Linked DNA regions of Gossypium hirsutum: all the other regions are linked to region 1. The links are chromatin contacts, called in public Hi-C maps. All regions are on one chromosome and are shown on one strand. Each heading gives the region's core, a stretch centred on a gene start, on an enhancer-like site or on the middle of the called end of the contact. The rest is flanking DNA. Distances are from core to core; before and after follow the strand shown. Region 1 holds the start of LOC107955141. Region 2 holds the start of LOC107955147 (NAD(P)H-quinone oxidoreductase subunit S, chloroplastic). Region 3 holds the start of LOC107955149 (7-deoxyloganetic acid glucosyltransferase).

Region 1 (3,048 bases), core at 205-2,704:
AGAAATCAGTGATGATTTGTTCCAATTTGGCTTCTTCAGTGTGAGATGATGGCACATACTTATAAACAAGCCAAAAGTGGAACAATCAAGCCCTTCAAGGGAAATTGAAACACTTGTGCAGATAATTTCACAGGCATAAGGAAATCGGAGAAAAAAAACCCAATAAGAAATAAGTCAAAAAGAACTAAATTAACCAACGAAACTATCAATTGAAGTAGCGAAAAACAATATCTAAAAGAAGCAACTATCTAAATTACAGGGGAAACCCATTAAAACACACACACACACACACAGAGTTCAGACTCTTGCTTCTCCAAAATTAACTAGGCCTGGTTAAGGAACACGTTTGGGCGCATAGGTCTTTTCCATCTTTTTTTTTTCTTATTTTTACCTTTGGGGTTTTCTTCTCTTCATTCTTGTGCAAAAATTGAATAACTTTCAAAGCAAAGCACAAAATTGCAGAGATAGAAAAGAAAAATAAAACAATTAAAAAGAAAGGAGAGAAGCTGAGAGGGAAGCAATTCACCGATTTGCTAGTAGAGAGAATACAGGATCATTGTTGTGAAAATTACTGAAGTTTGTGAAATTTTGTAAATATTGAGGGCTAAATGGCTAGATTTAGGATCAAATTGATAAAATGTATAAATATTGGAGAGTTAAATTTATTATTAGACCAATAAAAAACCACCCATGTCAGCTTTCTATTAAGTATTTAACAGGGTGACTAAAATTTTAAAATTTAAAAAATTGATGATAAAATTGAAAGTTTTTTAAATTGGGTGATCAAAATGGAACATACCTAAAAGTTGGATAATCACCTAGCTAATTTATCCAAAGAGAAATTACACAAAAGAATTGAGGTTTCATTGATTTTCTTTTTTAAAAATGTATGGTTTTCTTAATAAGATTTGCTGTTTCGGTTAACATAAATTCAACCTTTTTATGCAACCTTTCATTTTTATATTTAGATTTTGACACATAGATAATAACATGAATAATAAATAAATTTAAATATTAAAAATTGTAAATATAAAATTAAGGTTGGTTGAAATTGGATCAAATTTATCGAAATTAGTGAAATTTGAAATTTTTAATAATTTGTTTGATTAAAATCGTAATGGACACGTGCTTTCTTACACATAAAAATTATATTCCAACTTTTCTCTAAAGAATATCTAACAATAGTTTCCATGGAATGAATAATCAATACAGATGCTAAAAACAACAATGCTTTCGAATAAGCATAAGTAATCAAATGAAATAAAGCCGCTTGTTAAGACCCCATGCCTAGAGTTAACATCATATAATCCAGTTGGGACATTGTAGAATAGGCTAAACCCGAGTGGATAAAGTTAGATTTAGAGAATTTATGGGTAACTGCCCAATCCCAGACCAAATTAGGCCCAACAGGGGAAGCTTTTGAATATAGCCCATCAGTACCTCAACATCAATGCTGCCTTTAAAATAACCTAAAACCCTCTTCACGTACTACAATCTAGCTGTTCCCAAAACCCTAGCAACCTTTCTACCCCATGGCTTTCACTTCCATTCTCCGGAAAACAGCTAACTCCTTAGCACCACTCGCTATTCGACTCACCCGAGTCCAGAGAAATTACCACTCTTGCATCTTCACGGCCTTGAACCATGGATTCCAGCCTCAGCAACCTACTGTGAACCGTTTTTACCCAAACACCCTACATTTCTCAACGGCTGTTGATTCTCAAAAATCCGCTTCTGATGAGTCTCTTCTCCGAGTTATTGAGTCTGAGATTCAGTGTGCCGAGGAGAGTGATGAATATGATCAGGTGAGTAATTAATTAGTTTTTCTTTTCCCCATTTTCTTTGTCATTTAGGGTTTGTACGAAAAGTAAGTGGAAAAATAGAAGTTGGATTTTGGGTGTTTTACAATCAAAATCGTGTCAACTGAAGACTTGTAGGGATTGAATTCAAGAGCTGTCTTGGAACATGGTAACACTCATTGTAGCACTTATATCCGACCCGAGAAACATAATTAGAAGCTGCTTTTAGTCGTTTACAATATGGTTATTGAGAGAATTTGTGGGGAAAAAAAACAGAACAATCGCTTAATAGCTAGTATTGATGTTAAGTTTTCAAGCTGAAAACAATGCTTTATTTTGAATTGTCTTTTAATCATTTAAAAAAAATTTGTTTCTTCACAGGCTGAAGGAACTCCAAGTGAATTCCCTTTCAAAATCGAAGACACTCCTGGGCTTCAAACCATAACATTAACACGAGAGTATGATGGTGAACTCGTCAAAGTTAATGTTCACATGCCTGATCTTGTCACTGGTGAAGGCGAAGCGGATGATGACAATGATGATGACACTGAAAAGCCTAGTAAATCAAATGTCCCATTGGTTGTTAATGTCTCAAAAAAAGATGGTCCGAGTTTAGAGTTCAACTGTACCGCTTACCCTGATGAGATTACCATAGATAGTTTGTCCGTTCGAAATCCCAACTCGGAGGATGAACTCGCCTATGAAGGCCCAGATTTCTAGTAAGCCTGTTCGATACATTGTGAAATTGGAATATTGATTTGCATGGAATGCGATTACTAATGTTCTTGTTTTGCAGTGATTTGGATGAGAACCTGCAGAAGGCTTTTCACAAGTATTTGGAGATCCGAGGAATCAAACCGAGCACCACAAATTACTTGCACGAGTACATGATTAATAAGGATGGCCGGGAGTATATTCTGTGGTTGAAGAACCTCAAGAAGTTCATTGAAGAATGAATAGTTTATGAAAAATGGTAAGGTCAAACTAGCACCGTTCCAAGTTGTTGTATGAACTAAGATACGAGTAGTTTTACCTATTTTTAAAGAGATTAGGTCGTCTTTTTGGGTTAGAATTCGGTCCATTTCCGGTACACATTCTTCATTATCATTCACATGGTGAAGAATCCATCCATTAAATTATATTTGTGAGTGAATAGTGAAAATATGTATTGGAGGGTTGGGAGGGGAGATCTAAAAAAATAAACTATAGACTTGTTTTTATTTGATTTTTAGCCATCTCAAAGTCATTG
Region 2 (2,979 bases), core at 368-2,867, 300 kb after region 1:
GAAAGCAAGCAACTGGAAAGAATCGCTTCAACAACAACAGCAACTGCAGCAAACCCAGTGTAGAGCAAGGAATAATGCTGTTGGGGGAAGGTCCTCTGGTACTTGCACCAGAGCTATGTTTCTTGGTGGATCTCAAAGTGTTAAAAGAGAGAGTGCTGGAACTGGTGTTTTCTTACCTCGTACATATCCAAACAACACCCCTGCGCCTCAGAAGAAATCAGGTACTAAATCCTTGTTTTACCCACCATTCTTTTGAGGGCTCCTTTAAACCCTTTGAAACAACATATTTGCTCCTCAGTTTTTTTTCTTAAATCCATGAATTATTGAGTTTTCTTTTGCTTGGTTCTTATTTCTGTTTGAAACAGGTTGCTCAACAGTGCTAGTCCCAGCGAAGGTTGTTCAAGCTTTAAATCTGAATTTTGCTGATTCCAGCAGTCATGTTCAGCCACATCTCAAAGCTAGCTTTGCCCCAAACTATGGTGAGCCTACGGATCACACCATTTTTGCACTTCCGAAAGCTTAACTGAACCAAATTTAAGTCATTGAATCCTGATTGTTCTAAATTATGCAGATGCTTTGGTTGCCAGAAGAAATATACTATTGAACCAAACAAGGAGAAATTATAGAGCAGAAAGAGGCCTAAATCTTCCCCAGGAGTGGAGCTATTGAACCCTGGAAATTTTAGTTGAGAATTCTCTTAATAGTATTTGTTTTGTTGGGAAATTTGCAGTATAGTATTAGGTTAGTAGTTGATGTTGTAGGTATATCGTATTTTGGTTTATATAAGGAAATCAAGAATGTGATAATGTAGTTTAGGAACCAATAAAAGAGCATTTAACATATCTTTTATATGCCAATGATTCCTAACTAAGCATTAATAGTCAAAAACTGCTTCGTACCATTTCATACATTTGAGACACAGAAATCATTTTGGATCCTTTTCTAACAAAGCTTCAAGAACAACAGACTTTGGATTCTTCATTGGAGGGCCTTTTTCTCTGCGTTCAAGCTCGTCCAGTCGAAACGTGATCAATCTATCCCAGTTTCCACCTTCGAAAAGAACCCCTGCTTTCCCATCAGTGATCCGCTGCACAATGCCGCAGTACATGTAGAAGGGGTTGTTCGGGTTCTTAACAATCGCGATCATTCCCGGCATTAACAGTGGCAACTCCGGTGATTTTGGCTTCCCAAGCCTAGCAATACTTACCGAATCGGAAACTGATTGCTTCGCCGGTGGTGGGTTTTCCTCAATGAACTTTTTCAATCCCTTTTCACCACCGGGGAACCCCCCGGTTAGCCCCATCATCTCCTTTTCGAAAGCATCATCTTGAACTGAGATTGCTGTGCTGTCAGAACTTTCAACATCTGTGTTACCAACTGATGAAGCTTCATCCACGTTTCTCTTTAGCTCAACTTCAATGCCTTTTTCTCCATTGCAGAGCCCCCTACCTCCCAAGATTTCAAATAGATCAAACTTGGCATAGAAGGCCTTTTTAGGCTGTTTGGCAACCGAGAAAAATGGTTTATAAGGACGATGGGTGATGGGGCTTTTTCCTAGGAAATGAGATTGAAATAGAGAACCTTGAAGGGTTGGGAGAGTGATGGCAGAAGAACCCATGGTTTGGTTCAGAGTCCAAGTGGAGAAGTAGCCCTTTTGTAGATTCTAATCCTAACCACAAATGTTTTCTATTGGTTGCTGATTTTATCTTCATACTATTCGTCCCACTATACATTATAAATATCCAATTCATTAACAACCGCACATTAAAAAAAATAAAATAATTTATTGAATTTTTGTTTGTTTGACATATGTATTGTTGTCAATGCAAAAAGATTTGGTTTCGAGTGTGCTAAAATTCATTATACTCCTATTCGTAAGTTAAGAGAAATTATAATATTGTGTCAAAAAGAGCAAATATGATCAGAAACAAAACTAAAGAATTTAAAGTTATTAATAACATGAATATTAGTCTTCATTTTATATATATTTTTAATGAGGTATGTGATTAACCGTTTCATTATATTAAACTAGAAAGGTACTCGATTCTGCTGCAGATGTGTAATCAAATATAGGAATAATGTATTAAGAAGTTTTACGGGAATGTTACTTTGGATTCCAACAAAATTAGCGTAAGATGGTAAAATGGATGATAATTAAAACAGGAGAATGGCGGGAGACCATAAGCGTTTATGGAGAATGCAAAATGAAGGAGAAAATCTGGAATCAATTTTAAAACAATTAAAAAAAAACTATAAATCTTTTGAGCGAAAGAAGAATTGACTTTTTTTTGTTAATTATTTTATGAAATTGGAGGTTTATGTTCACAATGTGACTTAATATAATTGGTGGTAAGGATTAGGATCGGAATTTGATATCTAATTCATTAACAACTGCACATTATAAAACAAATCTAAATAATTTAGAGTTAATATTATGGGTATTTAAACGGTTAACCAAACTAATCGAACTTTTTAATCCTTCAACCGTTAATTGAATCGAATTTAAAAAAAAAATTAAACGAACCGAAATTTATATGTTTTTTTTTGTTAAAACAAGTTTAAAATATATATAAAAAAATTAATAATATTCATTTGACCAAATTAACCGATTTAACTGTAAGGTCCCAAAAATTTGAATGTTCGTTTGTTAAATTTGATCAATAAGATAAGTGTTTGATACCTTGGTTTAGAGCCTTAACTGTGTGTTTAAGGTCAAGTATTTAAATCTATCTTTTTCAAATCTTTACTACTTGTTTTGACTTAACCCTTAACCTTGAACTTTCGACTTAAGTTTATTTTTGCGTTAACTTGTGTTAAGAATGAGCCTACTAGTTTAATGGTTAAATTTTTGTATGCTTTTTGGTCTTGTGTTCGAATCTCTACATAAGTGAAAAGGGAATGTATTTTTTTATTTTATTTATTTTTCTACTCGCAATTAGTTATTTTAAATTAATTAAATGGTTTCCTTCTTTCCCTTTT
Region 3 (3,119 bases), core at 310-2,809, 450 kb after region 1:
TTGTTTCTTGAGCCAACTGTTGGAGAATTGAATCTTTGGTGTCGCTTGCTCGGCAAAAACTTGGAAGATCTCGACATCTAAGAAAAGCTTCCATGCCTGGAACACTTGTTATTAGTCGATCCATATCTTCATTTCCTTCCACAAACACATGTAGCTTTGTCAGAGGCCTTATTTGATATCAAAAATCACATGTGTATGTGTGGAAATACAGATTTACAACATAGATATGTACTTAAAAATAAAATATTAAAATTTAAATAGCTAAATATATTATCATATGTGTAATTTCATGACAATTTATTATTTTTACATATTACTCATTAAAAGTCTAATTAATAGATTAATGACTGTTATTTGTATTAAGATTGAAATTTTAAAATTCGAAAATGTATAAAAATTTAGAATGATCCAAATGAAGAAAATAAACTAAATCGGCAACTTTATGAATAGTACAAGACAAGTAATTGAATTTAACCAAATAGATTTAACTACTACTGTTTAAGTAAGAACTAAAATTTTATATTAAAAAAAATTAAAATTGACTAATTTAAAAAATACAAAGACTATATCTATAACTTTTAGAAAGTACAAGATTAATAGCAAAATTAAATTATATATAAAACACGGTGAGGTGGATCCACACCGACTAGAAATTTTATTAAAAAAATCGACCCCTATAAATTTGAGACAAATCAAAACAGGGATATTTTCGCATCCTACTGTTAACCCAAACTCTAATTATTAGTGTAGAATTTTCATTTATCTTCGCTTACAGAAGACACTGGATTCGAACTTCAAGTTTAAGAAATAGCGTCTTATGATTGATGGATGAGTTAAGTTATTAAACTCAAACAAATTCATGGAAAAGAATAAGAAAGGAATAATACCTTTGATAGGAAGCTCCCCGGCATGGATCATATCAGGGATTGCAAAATAAGCCCAGAGACTGCAAGCACTAATGGTACGAAACTGAATGATGGGAATTCCAAGGTCATCAGCAATATCAAGTGCGATCCCTAAGACCCCATCTCCTATAATACAATCCACTTTCGGCTTACTATTAACCAGCATATCCTTGAAAAGTGGTTTGGTTATCAATTCCAAACCATCAAAGAGCTTCCTCACAAAATCACCGCCTACTCTGGGATGATCGTTAGGGACACCATCTAATATGGTCTTGAATTGGAATCCCGCATATTTGGCGAAGCGGGAAAGAATATCGGTGTGACGAAGAAGTTGTTGATGGATGAAGTGGGAGTTTAGGAAGGTGACCTTGAGGCCTGCATGTGCTAATAGCTCAGCTAGCTTCAGCATGGAGTTGACATGGCCTTGTGCCGGGAGAGGGAAGATTAGTACATGAGATGATGATGTGTGTGGCTGTTGTTGTTGTTCTTGCGCCATTTTCTTTTGCAAGATTTGATTTTTTACAACTTGGATTTTGCTTCTACTTGCTTTATGATTGAAATACGGCAATAGAATAGGACCATTTGGTTCGCTATACCGAGTGAGAGAGCCAATAGAAGTACGGTGGCACATGGTGAATGGGAGATATGTGACCGACAGGATAGTTGATAGTTACTAGAAGGATAACGTAGTGAAAAAAAAAAGATATTTCTTTTAAATTTTTTAAAATATAAAAATTGTAAAACTTAATAAAAAATCATAGAAATATAAAAATCATAACAAAATATAGAAAATAAGATAAAAATTACAAAAAAAGATAATAAAAATTATTTATGACTTAAAAAGGGTAAAAAAAATAGCCCACTTGGATGAAATTGAACAATTTCTCTCTGCTCATTATCTACTATTTGAGCTTCAATTAATTTTATTTTATTTTGATAATATACAATTAAATTATTACTATTTACCTACCCATAGTAACAACATACCCACATCACACATTTATCTTCTTCATTAACCACTTCAACATTAAAAAAAATTAGACAAATTACAAAACATGCTATAATTTTAGAAAATATTTTTCCCTAAAAACATGGTACAATAAGAGCTTTTCGAAAACTGTTAGAGAATGCTTAGACAAATTTGAAGGAGAGAAAGCTTTCCACGTGATTATATTTACGAGCTTTGTTTCATAGTGTTAGCACTACAATTTGGGGTCAACGTTCGATCGAATCGAGTAAAAACATTTTGAGTTAATTGAGTTTACGAGTCTTACTTTATCATCCTCACTCAATTTGAAATTTTTTCAAATCTAGTCAAGTGAAATAAAATTTGAATCGAAATTTTCGAGTTAAATTAAAGAAAATAAAATATGTTAAATAAAAATATTGTTATATTATAATTAATTTTATGTTAGAGCACATAAATTTGAAACCATATATATTTAAAAAAATTCAAAATAAAATAATAAAAAAATAAGATACTTGAGTATGATAATTTTAAATCATTAATTAGGTCCATAAAATTATTATTTTAGAAAAATTTTATATATTTTTTAGAATTTTTTAAAATCATTATATTTTTTTAAAATATAAATTTTCAAATTTTTATAAATATTTTGAAATTTAAAAATTATTTTGAATTATTTTGTAATTTTTGTTGAGAGAGAGACCAATTTGCTTATTTTTAAAATTGACAAGGACCAAAAGGGGTATTTACACCAATCTGTTATTCAAATGATTCGAGTTATTCGAATTGTGAAATTCAAGTCGACTCGAACTCGACTCGAGTTATTCGATTTGACTCGAATAATTCGAATAACTCGATTCGATTAACTCAAAATTTGAAAAAATCGATTTTTTTTAATCAAATCGAGTTTTGCTTATCCCTAACTATGACAGGGCACCATGCAAGTAGATTTGGGAGAAATTTGAGAGTTTTTAATCATTTTGTTTGATTCGATTAAGTTTTGTTGAATTCAATTTATTTTTTGTTCGTAAAATTAAAAAAATATATTTTTTTCATAATTTTCTATATTTTTTGTAATTTTTTTTATCATTTTTATAATTATTTATAATTATTATTATGATTCTCCAGAAATTTTTATAATTTTCTATAGTATCTTTTTAATTTTCTATAATTATTTGTTATTTTTTAGTTATTTTAATATCTCTAATTTTTTTTATAGTTTTTTCGCAGTTTTTCTGATTTTTTAT

Evidence for each region. Hi-C and Micro-C count contacts between places; a contact is called where the count stands out from the background.
Region 2: a Hi-C map of leaf shows a contact between it and region 1, with 1.7 times the contacts expected there. The contact joins the promoter of LOC107955147 here to the promoter of LOC107955141 in region 1. A contact is called at or near these places in 3 of 34 Hi-C or Micro-C datasets (all in leaf).
Region 3: a contact with region 1 is called in a Hi-C map of leaf, with 1.9 times the contacts expected there. The contact joins the promoter of LOC107955149 here to the promoter of LOC107955141 in region 1. A contact is called at or near these places in 2 of 34 Hi-C or Micro-C datasets (both in leaf).

What each region holds. Positions count from the first base shown.
Region 1 is chrD04:12,087,951-12,090,998 of Gossypium_hirsutum_v2.1, forward strand. It overlaps LOC107955141, which reads left to right and starts at 1,455. Exons shown (of 3, transcript XM_016890868.2): 1 at 1,455-1,805; 2 at 2,181-2,518; 3 at 2,596-3,019. The coding sequence starts at 1,533. The coding sequence ends at 2,755.
Region 2 is chrD04:12,386,039-12,389,017 of Gossypium_hirsutum_v2.1, forward strand. It overlaps LOC107955147 (NAD(P)H-quinone oxidoreductase subunit S, chloroplastic), which reads right to left and starts at 1,618. Exons shown (of 1, transcript XM_016890872.2): 1 at 812-1,618. The coding sequence starts at 1,618. The coding sequence ends at 926. LOC107955146 reads left to right here. Exons shown (of 5, transcript XM_016890871.2): 3 at 1-221; 4 at 366-479; 5 at 572-840. The coding sequence ends at 669.
Region 3 is chrD04:12,540,526-12,543,644 of Gossypium_hirsutum_v2.1, forward strand. It overlaps LOC107955149 (7-deoxyloganetic acid glucosyltransferase), which reads right to left and starts at 1,560. Exons shown (of 2, transcript XM_016890874.2): 1 at 888-1,560; 2 at 1-135. The coding sequence starts at 1,536.